Linked DNA regions of Mus musculus: region 1 is linked to region 2. Evidence: chromatin contacts called from public HiChIP or PLAC-seq data. All regions are on one chromosome and are shown on one strand. The core of a region is the stretch at or near the end of the contact, and the rest is flanking DNA. Distances in the headings are between cores, read along the strand shown.

Region 1 (2,700 bases), core at 18-2,517, 57 kb after region 2:
ACCTCAGCAATATCTAGAAAGATAAGCTTGTCTATAAAACTCCCATCGCTGTGGAAGCAGAGACAAGAAGACCATAAAATTTAAATTCTACTCTCCATGGAAAGTTCCATATCTCTGGGTGGTGGTGGAGGTGCGTGCATTTAATCCCCGTGCTCCCAAGGCAGGGGCAGGCAGATCTCTGAGTTCCAGGCCAGCCTGGTCTACAGAATGAGTTCTAGGACAGCCTGGAGTACACAGAGAAACCCTACCTAGAAAAACAACAAAACAAAAATAGAAAAAGAAAGAAAGAAAGAAAAAAGGAAAGGAAGAAAAGCAGGAACAGAAAGAAGCTAGGCTTCAGGGCTGGTGAGAGAACTTCCCGAGGAGAAAGCCCGAGTGCAGGGAGGTGATCTAGAGAAGGTGAACTCTTAGAGTCCACTTCTGAACTTTGCTGTAGAGGCATAGGACAATCATAAGAGCGCCTGGGTACAAGCAAGCATTGGGGTTCAACCGCACAGGACCCTGGGAAAGTGAAGAAGGCAGGCAAGCGATTTACTGAACTCACTATGAAGCAGAGGATGACCCTGAATTTCTGGTTATCCATCTATCTATCTTATCTATCTATCTATCTATCTATCTATCTATCCTATCTCTCTCTCTCTCTCCATCTATCTATCTAGTGTTTATGTGTCTAGGAATACATATGGATCTCAGAGGTCAAATTTTAAAAATCGAGTATTTTCTTCCAACATGTGGGTCCTAGGGTTTGAACTCTTGTCCTCAAGCCTGGTGGCAAAGGCTTTTACCGGCTAGCGGTCTTGTTTGTTGTTTGGGATTTTTTTTTTTGTCTCTTTCTTTCTCTCTCTCTCTCTCTCTCTCTTTCTTTCTTTCTTTCTTTCTTTATTTCTTTCCTGTCTGTCTGTCTGTCTATCTGTCTGTCTGTCTCCACCTCCCGAGTGTTACACTTACAGAATCACCCCCATGCTAGTGTCTGTGGTTCGGAGGATCGAACCCAAGGCTTTGTGCACGCTAGCCAGCCCCAGCCCAGTCCCAGCCCCAGCCAGACTTTCTGAAACCTGAAAAGTAGAGACTAAAAAGTGCTCTCAACAGAAAGAAAGGCGAAGCACCGCCAAAGCTCCAGGATCAGTGGTTTCACACCACGCTCACTGGTTATGCTAATTTAAACATCACCTGCCAACTAAGGGCCACGCCCACCACAAGGACCTATCAGGAGAACAGGGGCGTGGCCATGGTAATTAGGCGCAGCTGGCTACGTTAAGCGCTCTCCAGAGCGCCCGAGAGTTGGCGACAATAGTGGCCATGGCGCGCGCGCTGGCGGATCTATCCGTGAACTTGCAGGTCCCCCGGGTCGTCCCTAGCCCGGACTCGGACTCGGATACGGACTTGGAGGATCCGAGTCCCCGGCGCAGCGCGGGTGGCCTGCATCGATCACAGGTCATCCACAGCGGACACTTCATGGTGTCTTCGCCGCACAGCGACTCGCTGACCCGGCGACGCGACCAGGAGGGGCCCGTGGGGCTCGCCGACTTCGGGCCGCGCAGCATCGATCCGACACTCACCCACCTCTTCGAGTGCTTGAGCCTGGCTTACAGGTGAGGGCGGACCGGGGAGCCTGAGTCCCAGCTTTCCGTGGTGGGACCGCGCACTGGGGCTCCTGTCCCAAACTGCTACGGGGGACGCTGGACACAACTTAGGCATTATCTTCCTCGCCTGGTCCTGCGCAACCCACGGACCCTCATGAATCATTTGTGTCCCATCACTTGCTTGTGGCGCCACTGTCCTGTCCTCCACCTTTGTCTCCACCTTTGCAGGGCCTTCTACGGTTGGGCCCCCGCTCTTTGATTCTTCTGCTTTTGCACTTAAATGCCAGGTGTCTTTCACACTCCTCAGACTATAACCCATCCCGTCCACTGCCTCCCTCCACTCGTGGTATGCCTGGACTGTTTCGTTCATCCTCAGCAGTCCCTGCAAAGTCCCACTCTTCCCTGCACGCTGCAGTTATCCCGTGGTCGCCCTCATAGGCAGTGTCCACTTACATGGAAACAGTTTCTTGCTCACTTGCCCAGACACCATTTATTTTGGCTTGATTTAGTTTGGTGAGCCAGAGTCTCACTCTAAAGTTCAGGCTGGCATTGAGCTAGGTAGCCCAGGCTGGACTCCCATCTCGGCCTCCCAAATACGGGGATTACAGGCATGAGCCACCGTGTCTGATTTAGAACGCTACGTCAAGGTTGGCGGGAAGACGGTGCCCAGCACCTGCCCAGAGCCAGCAGAGGGTGCTGCAGTCCACCCTAGGTCGGGTAGGGAAAACCTGGTCTCCCCGAACCCGGTAAGAGGCTGCAAGGCAGCCAGGAACCCTGTAACTACGGCTCAGACCTCCGGGGCCGCACCCAGCTTCAGCCCCACCTATGTGTCCCCGAGGAGGGCGCGAACTGGGGTCTTGGCCCAGTGCCCTGGAGCAAAGTTCCCGGGAGCAGTGGGAAGAGGATAAATTATCAACCGAAAACAGTAGGAGAGAAAGGGGGATCGGCCGGCCTTGATCTTTCTTCTCTGTAAATATCACGCTTCTTCAGCGAGCCTCCTCCCCTTCGTAGAACCGCTGGCTGTAGACCGGCACCTGCAGCCCCACAGGGGACCTGGAGCTGGGGTGGGAATTGCGGAAGAGCGTGGCCCACCTCGTGGCGGCAGAGCCACGCGACC
Region 2 (2,700 bases), core at 194-2,693:
ACAGCTTGTGGTGCACCCACTCACACCCTGCCACTGCCTGGCATTGTCCATTTCCTAGGGTCACAGCTGGCCACCCTCTGCATGGTCCTCAACCTTGTCTGAGACTGCATGGCCAATGCCACACCCCGGGATGGCTGCTGTTTGGGACCGGTGGGAGCTGCCCCTAGCTGTCTTGTCCTCAGGACGCCTGGCCTGGTGGCACAGGTGAGAGGCTGCATGCCCTCCTCCCACAGCTCCTCTCTCTCTTTCTGACTTCAGGAGACTTTCCTGAACCCCTACCCTGCACTCCCTCCTGGTCCTGAGGAGGGACGCCTGGACCTTGGGTACCCCCGGTCCTGCAGGGGGAGATGATTGACAGGATCGAGTACAATGTGGAGCACGCCGTGGACTACGTGGAGAGGGCCGTGTCAGACACCAAGAAGGCCGTCAAGTACCAGAGCAAGGCGCGCAGGGTCAGTGGCCAGCTCTGCTTAAGCCCATGCCCCAGAGAGCCCCCAGACCAGGGGATCCTCCTCCCCCACCTGCTCGGCCTGTTTTCACAAGCTCCAACCATAGCCTCCACTTCTTCATCAACAATCCGTTCTAGGCCATCCCCATTCCTAGTCCTGACCCTCCAGAACCCAGCCCCCATTTTACTGATTTTTGCTCGTTTTCTTTGTTTTGTTTTAATTTGTTCTATATTGAGGCTCACTATTGGGAATGGAACCTAGGACCTAGCAAATGCTAGACAAAAGCTCTACCCCAGCCACGCCCCCAGCCCCTCCCCAGGGGATTCTAGGCAGGGGCTCTACCACTGAGCCACGCCCCCAGCTCCTCCCTGGGGAATTCTAGGCAGGAGCTCTACCACTGAGCCACGCCCCCAGCCCCTCACTGGAGGATTCTAGGCAGGTTCTACCACTGAGCCACACCCCCAGCCCCTCCCTGGGGAATTCTAGGCAGGAGCTCTACCACTGAGCCACGCCCCCAGCCCCTCCCTGGGGCATTCTAGGCAGGGGTTCTACCACTGAGCCACGCCCCCAGCCCCTCCCTGGGGCATTCTAGGCAGGGGTTCTACCACTGAGCCACGCCCCCAGCCCCTCCCTGGGGGATTCTAGGCAGGGGCTCTACCCTCACTGTACCCACCCCCCCCCCCCCCCACCTGCTCTTCTGAGGCCTGCCTTTTGTGTCCCTGTAGAAGAAGATCATGATCATCATTTGCTGTGTGATTCTGGGCATCATCATCGCCTCCACCATCGGGGGCATCTTTGGATAGAAACCACCCCACCCACTGCTCCATTCTGGATGGGTCTCCCTGAGGAGGCCCCTGGCTGCTGCACCTAGCTGGGTTGCCCTCCCCACTCCTGCCTTCTGGCTGGGAGTCCTTTTCCCTCCCATCCCACACTGCTCCCTCTCTGCCATGAGGCTCCCGTCCCCACCACCCTGCCCCAAGCCGTGTCGTGTGCATGATCTTGTGACAGTGTGTGTCTGTACAGGAGGCAGAGTCGGGAGCAGGATTGGGAACAGCCAGAGTGGCTGGGTACAGGCCAGTGCGGGGCAAGACTCGGGCCCTGGCCAGGTCTGCCTTTCTTCAGCCTGGGGTCTACACTTCCCTGGGACTCAGGCTCCTTTCTGGACCCCAACCTTGCCCTCACTTGTCCCGTCCTCTGGCTTCTCCAGCTCTTCCCACCATGCCAAGGCACCTGGAAGGTGGGGACCAGCTGGTCACATGGTGCTGCTTTTCAGGTTAGGGGTGGGGATAGCTCAGCACTGAGTCTTTGTTAGCTGCCCCTTGCCCGGAGGCTCAGGGTGCCACGGCTGCGGGTGTTAGGAGCACCTAGTACCCTCTCTTTGGGCAAAGCCTGACAGTGTCTCTGGCCCTGGGAGTCATGTTCCTGGGCTGGGCCTGAGCCTAGTGACCCTTTACTAAGAAGCTTAGTGGTGTCATCTCCAGCCTTGCTTTGAGTTGGAGGGATGGAGCAGGCCATAGTCCTAACAGGCATGGTAAGTTGTGGCCAGAGTTGCATGTTGGGGACAGCAGTTCCCTGCGCCCTTTATGCTCTGAAAGCCAGGTGTCACTTTGGGCCTGTAGTCTCACCCTGCCCCGTCTCCCATTGATGTGCCACGTGGTATCAGGTGTACTGGATGCAGTATTCAGCAGCCAGCTGGGGAGGGGGCTCCCCACTTCCCCCCTTGCCATCTTGGGGCTTCTCAGAGTCAAAACTGTACCCCCTGCCCCAGGACCCCTTTCTCGCCCACAGGCAAGGAGTATGCATGCGAGTGCATGCAGCGGGAGCTGGGGCCGTGTCTGTGTGCCCCCTTTCCCTCAGCTTTGCTCCTGCCCAGTGACTGTGACCACTGTCCGTGCTGCCTTCTCACGGCCACCTCCCTTTACCCCTTCACCAAAGGTCTTGGTACAACCAGCTGCCCATTTTGTGAGATTTTTATGTAGAATAAACATTTGTATCTGTAGTGAGCCTCTGTTTGGAACATCTTTTCCACCTGCAGTATAGGAGACGTGGGATCAACCACGGAGGTGCTGATGGGGAAGAGGCTCAGAGATGAAGGATCCCTCCCTCCTCGATACACAGGCTTTCATTTGCCTCAGGGTAATCAGTGGTTAACATCTGGGCTTTTGAGACGTGCCCAGAACCTCACATCCTTACCTAGGGGAAGCCAAAGCCCTTGTTTGTCAAAGGCAAGGTTCCAGATGTCTCGTCTATA

Evidence for each region. HiChIP or PLAC-seq counts read pairs in DNA pulled down with a chosen protein or histone mark.
Region 1: an H3K27ac HiChIP or PLAC-seq map of embryonic stem cells shows a contact between it and region 2, with 7 read pairs. The contact joins the promoter of Mlxipl here to the enhancer-like site in region 2. A contact is called at or near these places in 3 of 39 promoter capture datasets (cranial neural crest, liver and maxillary cranial neural crest), 13 of 115 datasets of contacts at active chromatin or transcription factors (the SCID.adh cell line, bone marrow-derived macrophages, effector CD8 T cells and 6 more) and 3 of 9 other capture datasets (adipose tissue, liver and pancreatic islet).

Annotation. Positions count from the first base shown.
Region 1 is chr5:135,105,624-135,108,323 of GRCm38.p6, forward strand. It overlaps Mlxipl (MLX interacting protein-like), which reads left to right and starts at 1,268. Exons shown (of 17, transcript NM_021455.5): 1 at 1,268-1,592. The coding sequence starts at 1,300.
Region 2 is chr5:135,048,653-135,051,352 of GRCm38.p6, forward strand. It overlaps Stx1a (syntaxin 1A (brain)), which reads left to right. Exons shown (of 10, transcript NM_016801.4): 9 at 342-452; 10 at 1,175-2,448. The coding sequence ends at 1,252. Among named protein-coding and RNA genes, the nearest start is that of Dnajc30, 14 kb to the right of the region's middle. Within about 2 kb of position 1,444, at least 9 of the 459 cell types and tissues checked have an H3K27ac peak or open chromatin away from gene starts, as enhancers often do. A contact at or near this core is called in embryonic stem cells, where this site is marked.